Regions from separate parts of the Capra hircus genome. Here region 1 is linked to region 2. The links are chromatin contacts, called in public Hi-C maps. All regions are on one chromosome and are shown on one strand. The core of a region is the stretch at or near the end of the contact, and the rest is flanking DNA. Distances in the headings are between cores, read along the strand shown. Region 1 holds the start of EHD2 (EH domain-containing protein 2). Region 2 has its middle 12 kb from the start of ZNF541.

The links. A called contact is a pair of places that touch in the nucleus more often than the background predicts.
Region 1: a Hi-C map of blood shows a contact between it and region 2, with 2.3 times the contacts expected there. The contact joins the promoter of EHD2 here to the enhancer-like site in region 2. A contact is called at or near these places in 3 of 5 Hi-C or Micro-C datasets (all in blood).

Annotation. Positions count from the first base shown.
Region 1 is chr18:55,655,364-55,661,626 of ARS1.2, forward strand. EHD2 (EH domain-containing protein 2) reads left to right here and starts at 3,991. Exons shown (of 6, transcript XM_018062680.1): 1 at 3,991-4,113.
Region 2 is chr18:55,550,327-55,556,407 of ARS1.2, forward strand. No RefSeq gene overlaps it. Among named protein-coding and RNA genes, the nearest start is that of ZNF541, 12 kb to the left of the region's middle. Within about 2 kb of position 2,430, at least 1 of the 5 cell types and tissues checked has an H3K27ac peak or open chromatin away from gene starts, as enhancers often do.

The DNA.
Region 1 (6,263 bases), core at 2,741-5,240, 110 kb after region 2:
GCAAAGACCCCGTTTCCAAAGAAGATCACAAATTCACAGGTAATTCACTCGGGGTTAGGATACTGGCATATCTCTTGGGGAGGCGCAGCTCAATAGGACACAGCAGCTGCTCGTTCCTAGAACCCTTTTGTGTGAACTAGAAAACCCTTCCTCTGGGGATTTGGAGAGCAGCACATGACCCGGATTCCAGCCCCTTTCAATCAAGCCAGTGCTTTGTGCAGTGAACAACCTGCCCAACCGCACATGAAGGCCCTCAGGATCAAGTGGGAAGGGACGACTTCTTTGAGGAGGTGACATCTGAACAGAGAACTGCATGAAAGAAGGGAGGGGACCACGGGAAGAGAGCACCCAAGGCAGCGAGAACAGCCCGTGCAAAGGCCCTGAGGCAGGAGCGTGGACAGAATGTAAAACCGCCAAATGGGTCTATGACTGGAACCTGGGGAAGAACGGGGTGCAGACGAGAGGTGAGATCAGTGGGAACAAAGGGGGCCGATCCTGTAGGATCCTATAGCTCCGCGCTGAAAACCTCGCTTTTACTCTAAGAATGAGGCGGGAGCCACCGGCAGGTTCTGCGCAGAGGGCTGTGAGCTGACTTCGTTTTCCTAGGCGCCCTCTGGCGGCCATGTATGCAAGCTACAGGGCAAGGAGGCAACGGCCACAGTCAGGTGGGTGTGACGGCGGCTGGACTAGGGTGATCCACCCCGTTCCTCGGCAGGCTCCTGGGGGTGTATGGGAGGGGAGAAGCAGATACATGGGATCTCCAAGAGAGAGACCGCCCCCTCCTTCCTAGCTCTAGACCTACTTCCCCCGCGTATGTAATAAAGATCTAAAGGAGAACAGCGGTGCTCAACATCCTTGAATTCCTGCGCGCTCCTGGAAGACCCCATGTGGCCGTGGAAAGAAATTTGCCGGTCATTTCCACCGGCTAACATTGGAAGTCCATTCTGAAGGAGATCAACCCTGGGATTTCTTTGGAAGGAATGATGCTAAAGCTGAAGCTCCAGTACTTTGGCCACCTCATGCGAAGAGTTGACTCATTGGAAAAGACTCTGATGCTGGGAGGGATTGAGGGCAAGAGGAGAAGGGGACGACGACAGAGGATGAGATGGCTGGATGGCATCACGGACTCGATGGCCGTGAGTCTGAGTGAACTCCGGGAGATGGTGATGGACAGGGAGGCCTGGCGTGCTGCAATTCATGGGGTCGCAAAGAGTCGGACACGACTGAGCGACTGAACTGAACTGAACATCGGAAGGCTAGCTGAACGCAGCCCGACAGAGGGACATGCTGGCTAACGTTTCCAGAACACTTACTTTGGGCGTTGCTCCCAGCTCTTCACCCGGAATGTCTTATTTGATGCTCACAGAAGCTGCCGTGTGGGAATTAATAACCCCATCTTGCAGATGAGGAAACTGAGGCCCCAAGGGATGTAGTAAGTAGCAGACTGGGCTGCAAGCCAGGCGGTCTGGCTAGGAGCTTGCAATCTTCCCCTGTGCACACCCGGCCTGGGGGGAGGGGTGTATACAGCAACAAGTGAAGTGAAGTCGCTTAGTCGTGTCGGACTCTTTGCGACCCCATGGACTGTAGCCTACCAGGCTCCTCTGTCCATGGGATTTTCCAGGCAATAGTACTGGAGTGGATTGCCATTTCCTTCTCCAGCGGATCTTCCCGACCCAGGGATCGAACCCGGGTCTCCCTCATTGTAGACAGATGCTTTACCGTCTGAGCCACCAGGGAAGTCCTGTATACAAGGCCTTGGTAAATCTGCTGTGCAAAGGCAGAGACAGCCTCCCCAAGCCCCGGGGTATGAGACCAAAACTGACCTCAGCTTCTACAGTTAGCCTTTGGCATACTCGCTCTTAGATGCTAGGTACAGCAGAGTGGGCATCTGGAGAGTGTTCAGTCGCTCAGTCGTGTCCAACCCTTTGCGACCCCATGGACTGTAACCTGCCAAGCTCCTTTGTCCTTGGGATTTCCCAGGCAAGAACACTGGAGTGGGTTGCCTTTTCCTCCTCCAGGGGATCTTCTTGACCCAGGGATCGAAACCGAGTCCCTTGCATCTCCTGTATTGGCAGGTGGATTCTTTACCACTATGCCACCTGGAAAGCCCCTTTCTACAGCTGAGCCATACGGGAAAAGAAGCCAGAAATGACTACCTCTGGACCCAAATCACCTGGACATGGAGCACAACTGGAACCCAAGACTGACCAGTGTCCCAAGTGAACAAGCTCACTGGCTGCTTTCTCCATTTTTTTTTAAATTGTGAAAAAATACCCATAACGTAAAATTTACCTTCGTAATCACATCAGCATTAAGACATTTACATTGTGCAACCATCAATCTTCAGAACTCATCTCATCATTTCTTTTTTAACTTGGCTGTGCTGGCTCTTAGTTGCAACGTGAAGGATTTTTTTGTTTGTCTGTTTGTTTAATTGCAGCATGTGGCTTCATAGTTTCCTGACCAGGGATCCAACCTGGGGTGCCTGCAATGGGATCTCAGAGTCTTAGCCATTGGACCAACGAGCTGGCAGTCAGCCTGGATGTCAGGAACTCATTTCATCTTGCAGAATTGAAGCTCTGTGCCCATGAAAGCATGACCCTGTCCCCCCTCCCCCTCTATCCAGCTCCCCCACGACCACCGTTCCACTTTCTGTCTCTGAATCAGACTACCCTTGTGGGAGTGGAATCACAATATTTGTTCTTTTGTGAGTGGCTTGTTTCATTCAACCGAACATCTTCATTCATGTCGTAGAATATGTCAGTTTCTCTTTTCAGTTTTGACAGATAGGGTGGGGGCAGAGAAAAGAACATCCGAGCTTGTGCTTTGCAGTGGGGACTCCAGAGGCTGCAAAGGCATCAAGGAAATTGGATGACACTGGGGACAGATGTCAGAGACTCCCTGATTGGGAGGTCAGCAGGTAGCAAGATGCGACAGCCACCGTGGTTATTAAGGGCTCAAAGGGTATTTAATGGAGCTGAATACGTCAGCGTGGAGCTTTTTCACTCCACTGACTCCTTCCTAGAATATTATCTTTAATGCACAAAATGTAACCCTCAGGATCACAAGGGAACCAATTATACTGAAATGCAGTTATCAGTATTTTTTGAAATCAACAAAGCTGTGACATGGTAATAGGGTCTGGTGTACCAGTGCATGATTAGAAAGCTAGCTCGCAGTGGGTCTAATCAGTGATGAGTAAGCAATCACTGGAAATTCCAAACACAGTGTGAGGACATCGAAGATTCCTCTTGATGACGGTCTGAAATCCTTGCTCTCACAGGACTCATGTTCTCGTGAGGGAGACCCTCCCTGAAACAGAAAAATGTAAAATATGGTGAGAAAGGCTGCGGGGAAGAATAAAGCCGTGAGAATGGATGGATGGTGGGTACTGCATTAAACAGGGAGATCAGGGCGGGCTTCTCGGAAGAGGTGACATTTGGGTGGAGACTGGAGGGAGGGAAGGGTGGGAGCCAGGATAGAAGTGGCCGGGTGGGAGGAAGGGCAAGTGCAAAGGGCGCTGAAAAGAGGGTTGTCTGAGGAACAGTGGAGAGGCCAGTGCGGCTGGAGCTGAGTGATCGAGGCGGAGAGAGGGAGGAGACGGCAGAGGGAGCCTGCGGATCTTTCAGGGCCTTGCGGTCCACTGAGGGCTTTGGCTTCTGCTTTGAGTGAAAGAAGAACCATGGAGGACTGTGAACAGAGTTTTCATGCACTCGTTTCCGTTGAAAAAATTATGATTACTTATAATTAAAATTAATATTGTTGGTGGTGTTACTGTTTTATTATTGCTGTTCCCATGTCAGGAAGGGAGACAGGGGTGGAGTTTGAAGGCAGGACTGGGAACCCGCGCACGCACCCATTTCGCAAAGGCACTGTGCCTGTCCCCACCAGAGGGCGCCAGAGGCCGGGCGCCCGGTTTGGGGATGGGGGGGCGCCTCGTCCCGCCCCCCCCTTCTCTGCCCCTCCGGTCCCTCCTCCCCGTTCTGGGCCCCACCCGGCTCAGACGGCTCCGGACGGGACCGCGAGCACAGGCCGCTCCGCGGGCGCCTCCGATCCCCGCGGGACCCCCGCCCAGTTCTCCCTGCCAGGTCCTGCAGTCTGCGCGCCCCCTTGGTGAGTGACCCCCAACTGAGGCTGTGGCCTCCCAGCCTCCGCCCGCGGAGCCCTCGAGCCTGCCCTGGCTCTGGATCATTCCCCTACTCGCCGAAGACCCTCAGTTCCCACCCCAGGCAGTGTAGGGGGTCTCTCAGTTCTCCGCAGCCCCTCCGGAAACCTCTCTATCTCCCTCACTGCCCCGACCCCCCGGCGGCCCCTTCACTCTGCAGCAGTGTTCCCCACTCTCCTCCTCCCTTCCCGCGGCCTTCCTTGGAGTCTCCCTCCATCGCATTCATCCACCTCTGCTCCATTCCTCCTCCCACCCCCAAAGCTCCTCTCCTGCCTCACCAACCCCGCTGCCTGTCCAACCACCCAAAGCGTCCTCGCTAAGATGTCCCCCAGGTCCCTCCCCGGGTAGGACACCACCCAGGGCCCCCTCCCTCTGCCCACTTCCCAGGTCTGGCTCCAGCCTCTCCTTCACCTTTCTGGCACACCCTCCCTGAATTCTCCCCCTCCCACACACACACAAATTTTTTTTTTTTTAAGCGTGGCAATGATTTTATGGATTGTAATATATTGGACGTGCAGTTAGTTTGGGTGCTCAAAGTGTCCCATCTTTGGCCAGTGGGAGTCCTGTCGAGCCAGGACTTTGTCCCTGTGACATGCCCCATCCCAGTTTGAGCACTTCCCCACTATCTGACCCAGACTCACTTGTTCTTTCCCTGCCTCAGCCCCAGAATTAGCCATTTCTCCCAGAAGCCTCAGTTTCTGTTTTAGTGGAAAATGGTATTTAGAGACCCCAATCTGACCAAAAGTCGGTTCTGTGCAGAGATCAGTAAAATTATAAGCATCCACTTAGACTGATCAAGGCGGGGCAGGGGGAGAAAGCAAGCAAAGACACAAATGAGTGATAATTGAGAATGAAAGGGGGAGGGGGACATCACTACGGATCCTACAGTGAATGAAAGGCTAGTAAGGGGATGTAGTGAACACAGTCTAGGTGCTGGGGGTGCTGGTTGCTGCTGGGCTGGCAATTCATTCTCTCCCTAACTCCTTAGATCTGGGATAGGAGTGTTGGCTCTGAGGTCAGGTTATCTGGAGTCCCAGCTTGAGCACTTACTAGCAAAGTGATCTCAGGGAAGTTATACTATCTTCCTGAACCTCAGTTTCCTTATCAGAAAAGTGGGGGTAATAATAGCCTTACCTTACAAGGTTGTTGTGAAGATTAAATGAGTTAGAGCAGTTTCTGGCATGCAGTAATCACAAATGTTATTATTCTTGTGAATGATAACATCATGATCTTGGGGACGGGGGGGACCCAGGCAGTATTGAGACTCATTTCTCATCTTTGTGCCCACGTGTTCAGCCACTCTGTCCATCCATTTTACAGTTCCAGGTCATGAAACCCACCATCCTCTCTGCCTAAATGCCCTTGTCACTCTTCAGGGAGCAGCTCAGAAGTCAGCCCAGGGGGCTTCCCCTGTGGCTCAGCTGGTAAAGAATCTGCCTACAATGCAGGAGACCTGGGTTCGATCCCTGGGATGGGAAGATCTCCTAGAGAAGGGAACAGCTACCCACTCCAGTATTCTGGCCTGGAGAGTATGTGTGGGAAAAGATTCTACAGGACACAACTAAGATCTGGTATAGCCAAATAAATAATAAACGTGAAAAGAAAAGTCAGCCCAGCCAGAGCTTTCCTAATCCTGTGATTGATTCACCCTGTCCCCCTCTGGTGCCTACAAGTCCACCACCCAACTTTGCCCAGGCCTTGCTGACTGCTCCGTGCCCTGGTTCTCTCCACACTGGAGGCTCTGGGAGTGTGGGGACTGGTCTCTGGTCTATTTTTGGATCCATACCTCTTGACACATGGTGCGATTTCAGTGAAAATTGCCGAATAATGGAAGGGGTGGGGACGGAGAAAGAAAAAGACGGAGGAATCCTTTTCTTCGGATCAGCTTCTGCCTCCTTCCCCTTGTTTATCTCTTGGGCTTCCACCACCAATCTCGCTTCTTCCAGCATGCCATTGTCTCTCTCTCTCTCTTCCTCCAGCTGGAATAATCACGTTCTTCCTCCTTCAGCTGTCAGCTCCTGCCATCCACCCTCAGTGCTCTCAGAAGCTCTCCCCCCCAACCCATCCCACCAGCCTTCTCCATCGATTCTACTTTCTG
Region 2 (6,081 bases), core at 1,180-3,679:
CACATGCACAAAAACACCCTGGGTGGGGTCTTCAATAATTTTTAAGTCTAAAGGGCTCTGAAGACAAAAAATTTTGAGAACTGCTGCTCTGAAGGGAAAGAGTCCAGCACATATGCATGGCCCAAACAGATATATATGTGTGTATCTAACCTAAACCCCAAATTCCAAACTGGTGGCCAGCAAACACGTTTCGCAAGGGACCCACACTGTATTTAAAAACTTGTTAAAATTAGTTCTCAACATTTACTGATCAAAAGATTTCACATAAAGACAGCGTTATGATTTCTTCTCAAAAACAAAAACTTCTGGTAACACTGTTGTGACATTTCTACTTGGCCATTTCCACCGGCTGGCATCACTAGACGGGGAACACAATCTTTATTTCACCACACTCTGGACCTTTACCTGCCCATCCCTGGTAGGCATCTACACTGCTGAGCTAAAGAAGAAAGAGATTCCTTTGCAGTAAATAATGAAACCTACATCAATCTAATAAATGTCTGCAATTCTCCAGGTCAGTCAAAATGTACAATAAGTGATCCCTTTCCTTATCTGATCTCCTAAAGCAGCAACTTCCGTAATGGTTTCACCAGTGATACAGAGACCCTTGGACCGATCAGAAACCCTTCTGAGAAAAAGGAGTCCATCTGAAAACGGAGACATTCTCCAACAAGTGCAAAGCAAGGAAACTCACCAGGAGGAGGAGTGAGTGAATCAGTCCCCAGGGAACAGGGGGCCCAGTTTAGGCCCCACAGAGAAAGGGGTTCCGGTGACAGTCAGATCATTGGCTATTTCTTCCTGGAACGCTGGATAGTAAATTCAGGACCCTTATTCAACTTCTTCTGCCCTGAAAGCAGGTTGTGGAAAGGAAGGGGCTGTCAGAAGCTGGGTCCCCAAAGAAGCAAGGGCACAGGTGTGAAACTGGGGGCGACTGGTAATTTTTGGAAAAAAGAAGAAAGCAATACTAAACTGGGGAGATCTAGGTAAGACAACGGATTTTGATGTTCAAGGAGTTATTTTTTCTTTCTTTCCTTATTTTCCTCCCCTTGGAAAGGAACCTGGAGAGCTTTGCTGGGAGAAGCCTAACTGAGGTGGAACAGGTGATGAAAAGGGGTTTGTGTTGGGATGGCTGGGGAAGAGTTGGGAAGAAAAATATTAGACAAGAGAGAAAACGGAAGGACTGAGTTGGTTTGTTATCAGTGGAAAGATATTCCAAACAGGGGGACTCATGGTGGGAAGAAAGAATTTTTGCTGGAAAGTGATCCTCAATGGAGAAAAAAAAAATTTTTTTTGCGCTAGAGGAAGTTCCTAAGAGGAGGGGGAGGGGCGAATTCAAGGCGTCTAGGCGGGCTTTCTTGGTTTTGCTGGAAGATCCTAAATAGAAACAAATCTGGGTCCTCTAAAGTGGGGATTTTGGGGAGGAAAGCGGATTTTTAGCACCAGGGCCTGGAAAAGCGGAGGGCAAATGCAAGGCCGAGATGCAGAAAGTGCGGAGGTCGGGTAGGGCCCGCGGCGCGAGCTGGGGAGCTGCGAGGGGGCAGTTGGGGCCTGGGGGGCGGGGTAGGAAAGAAAAGGGGGTGCAGCGAGCCAGGGGCCTCTGAGGAGAGTCTTCTCCAAGGGGGAAGGGGCTGCGGGGATGCAGCGGGGCCCGGAGCTGTTGGGGTGCAGAAGGTGCGTGCGTGACGCGGGGTGGGGGGCGCTCGCCGCGCCTGCTGCGCCTCTCGAAAGGGAGCTGGGCCCCCCTAAAAAAGAAACATAAAAACGAATTAGATTTTAAAAGGGGGAGGGGTTGATGAATGAGGAAGGGGCGGGAAAGGGCGGGGTAGGAAGGAAGGGGAGGGGGCAGGGGCAGCAGCAACCGGGTTTTACCCGCCCCCGGGGGCTCGCGCGCCGGGCCTCGCGCCTCTCGGGCATCCCAGCGGCCCCCTGTCTGCCCCCGCGCCGCCCGCAAGCCCGGCGCGCACGCGCAGCCGGGTCCGCCCCTGGAGAGCCCCGCGTACGTGGCCGCGGGCCGCCTCGCGCCGCCCAGAGCGGCCTCGCGCGCGCCTCGCGCCGCCCGGGCTCCCAGCGCGTGCCGCCGGGCCGCGCAGTCTCGGCGGCTATTCGGCCGTCGCCAAGGGGGCGGGGCCATGCGGGGGCGTGGCCAGGCGCGGTCAGGTGACCTGCGGCAGGCGGGAAAGGAGGCAGTTGGTCGCCATTTTGGGAGGAGGGCGGTTGAAGGCGGGAGAGTGTGAAGGCGCTCAGGGAAGGAGACCGCGGGGGGAGGGGCCGGCGCCCCACGACCCACACAGAGAGGCGGAGAGTCGGGCGTCTCCGGCCATTGTTCATGGAGAGCGGCGTTAGAACGCAGTATGGGGAACTCTGGCTCCCCGCGGGCCGCTCTAAGCTGCAGCCTCAGAGGGTGTGTGTTTGAGGGGCGTCGGTGTGAGAGTAAGGGCCCCTCGCAGCGTCGTGGGGCCCTCCTGGCAGCCCCTGTGCTCCCTTGGGGCCACCGAGCTCTTCCTGCCAAGGGGTTGGGAAGACGTGGGGCTGGAGAAGCACGAAGCGGGACACGATCTCCTCTGCCTTTTTAAAGCCAAGTCCTGAGCCGTCTGTAGATCGGGCTCTGAGCTGAGCTGTGTTTCCGGACCGGGAAAGAGGAGGAAACCGGCAGCAGCAGTGGCTTGGGAGTTGGGGTGGTTGATGATCGGTCAAGAATTCTGAACCCTGCAACGACTTAGGGATTTAATTCCTTAGAAATTGTGCGCTGAAAACCTAGAGAGACATCAGATTCGTGGTTGCCGGGGGGTGGGGATGGGGATGGAGACTAAGTTTCGAAACTCTAAGAGGATCTGCTTGGGATGATGGAAGTATTTTGAAAGTAGGTTGTAGGGGGTGACTGCACAACGTGATGACTTTATTAAAAATCCTTGTGTTGTACACTTTACATGGGTGACTTTCATGTAAATTATAGTAAAGTTTTTATGTTTTAAAAAATGTGATCCCTGGGGTTGGTAGAACAGAGGAGAGGAAAAGGACTAACATTCCACCTTTGGATTCCTTCATTCAGCAAATATTTATTGAGCTTCTGTTCTGATATACTGCAGTGTATGAGTCAAACAGCCCTGCTCTGGCTTATGTTCCTGAGAAGCACGGTCTGATAGAAATATAATACAAGCACTAAGTGCCAGCCACACAACTTTCTGTTTTCTAGTGGCCATAGTTTTCAAAGTTAGAAAAAAGTGGGAAATTAATAATACAATTTAACCCTAAATGTTATTTCAACATGTAATCAGTACAAAAAGTTTTAAAAGATAATTTACCTTGGAGGTGACTTTAAAATCTGGCGTATATTTTACATTGACGGGACATCTCAATTAAGACTAGCCACGTTTCAAGGGTTCCATATAGCCAAACGTGTGGCTTAGGTACCGAACAGCAGGCGTATCTTTAGTGGGGGCAGGCAAAGACATTTAGAATACAATGTAGTTATAGGGTTGTGGTTTTTTTTTTTTTTTAATGTAAGGAAGGACACTACAGTGTGTCAGAAGATGCTATTTTATACAGGTCAGTAAAAGCCTCTCTGGCAAAGTAACACTGAGCAGAAACTGGAAGGCGGTAAGGAAGGGAGCTATAAAAATATGGACAGGAGCGGGGCGGGGGAGGCAGGGGGGCGCAGGCCGGAGTACACACCTTGCCTGGCGGTCCAGCGGTTAAGATTCTGATCTTCCCTGGCAGGGGGCCCAGGTTCAATCACTGGTCGGGAACCAAAATCCAGGATGCTGCATGGTGCAGACAAACTAGCTGCGGGGGAGGAGCAAGTGCAAAGGCCTTGAGGTAGGAAGATGTGGGATCCATCTTCAGAGACCACGGTGGTTTGAACCATGTACGCAAAGAGTAAACTCGCGGCAGGTCATGTAGAACCGTGTAGGTTATGCAAAGACAGGCATTAAGCATCTGCCTTTAATTTAGGAGGGTTTCTTTGTTTACTTAGCAAACATTAAAAGATACTGAGTTTCAGCAGTATGATCTCTCCTCCTGATGGAAGAAAACGAGTACCCTGGTCGATGAGTAGATGAGAGTTTTAAGAACAAGCCTTAAGGTCCTGAATGAAAGTGATATTTTTTCTGTCCTTTGACAAATACCAAGCAATTTATGGCCAGAGAAGATCCTTGCAACACACAACACCAAAAAGAGCATTCAGAAATTATTTTAAAAGACTGCAAATTAATGTCACAACCCAATAAATAAAGGTATGTGGAGGCATTTCATACAAGAGAAAAAAATAGGAAAAATGACCTAACAATTGCAAGATTTTAATGCAAATTAAAGCCACAGATATTAGGTCACACCCACCAGTTCGGCAAAGTTAAACATTTTTTTCTGTCAGGCATAGCAAGGGGAACTTGCACAGTACTGGTCATGGGTAAAATTGGTAGTCACATTGGATAACAAGTTGGAGATGCTGAATAAAATTTAAAACATTGGGCTTCCCTTGTGCTCCAGTGGTTAAGAATCTCTCCTTGCAATGCAGAGGACACAGGTGTGATTCTTGGTCCAGGAAACTCCCATGTGCTGCAGGGCGACTGAGCCTATGAATTGCAACTACTGAAGCCCTTCTACCGAGAGCTGGTGCTCTGCAATGAGACGTCCACGCACTGCAGCTAGAGTGTAGCCCCCACTTACCCCAACTACAGAAAACCCGCATGCAGTAACGAAGACCCAACACAGCCAAAAAAATGTTAAAGATGTGCTGTGTCCCATGCCCCAGCAATGCAGGGATTGACGGTAGACAAACTCTTGTTCATATGCATTCGAGATGGACATAAGAATAGTCATACGCAATAATGTCTGTAATAACAAAAAAAACAAAAAATCAAGTTGGATTGGATGATTTCTGGAACAGCAAAAGGACATTAATAGAAAAGCTAGTGAAATCTCAGAAACTGAAATTCAGTTAATAGTAGTGGATTAGGGTTGATTTCATGTTTCTGACAAATGTACTCTGGTAACGTCAGAGGTGACAGAAAAATCTGGGTGAGGGGTCTATGGAGGTGTATGTCTTTCCAACATTTTGCAAATCTAAAAATCTTTTCAATCTAAAATTACTCCAAAATTGAAAGTTTGGGAAAAAGAAAAAATGTTCTTCTGAATAACTTGTGGTATAGAATAGTGATTCAATGGAATATTTTATAGCAGTGACAGTTTCAATTACTACAATACAGATGTGCTTCCATTTACTTATAAAGTTTCCAAACATAAGGCCAAAATACACAATATACAGTTTAGGGACACAGATAAAGTGAATTGGGCTTTTTAAAAGCAAAGGAAAGAGAAACACAAAATTTAACAAAGTAGTTACTCCTGAGAGGTGAGGGAAATGAATTGAGATGGAGAAGGGCCCATAAGGGAAGTGCAGAGGAAATGGATTTTTTTCCCTTATGGTGGGCCCACTCATTTTATTCTTTAAAATATAGATATATTTGATTTTTTAACTATATTAAAATGTTTAAGCATTTGTAGCTCAACATTTTTTTTAGATTTGGGGGTGCAGCTGTGGAAGCAAGATTTTGGGCTCTGGAACAATTCAAGTAATTCCTTTTATTTCCTCTCAATCCTTGACAGTCTTTTGGGTGCTGTGCTTTGAAAGAGGTACCAAAATAAGGGAAGAGATGGATTAAGAAATAAATAACAAGTGAATTCCAAAGGGAGATGAGAGCTGTGAAAGAAATGAACACAGTGATGTGACGGAGAGGATCTGGATGCTTGAGAAGCTGGATTTTCAAAGCACGGTCCCCAGACCAGCAGCACCACCAGTTTGTTAGAAATGCAGAAGACCAGGCCCTATCCCAGTCCTCCTAAGGCAGGAGGTCTTGAATTTAATAGCAAAATTCCCATGGGATTCATGTACACCTTGAATTTTGAGAAGCACTGCCTTAGCATGATCCAGGAAGACTTCTAGGAGGAGGTGGCATTTGAATTGAGACCTCAAAGTTAAGAGTCAGATGGTCAAGGAGAGGTCTAGAGCAAAACTTCCAGGCAAAGGGAGTGTCAGATACAAAGGTCATGATACCAAGTAGAGGTCTGAGAAGCTCAAAAAAG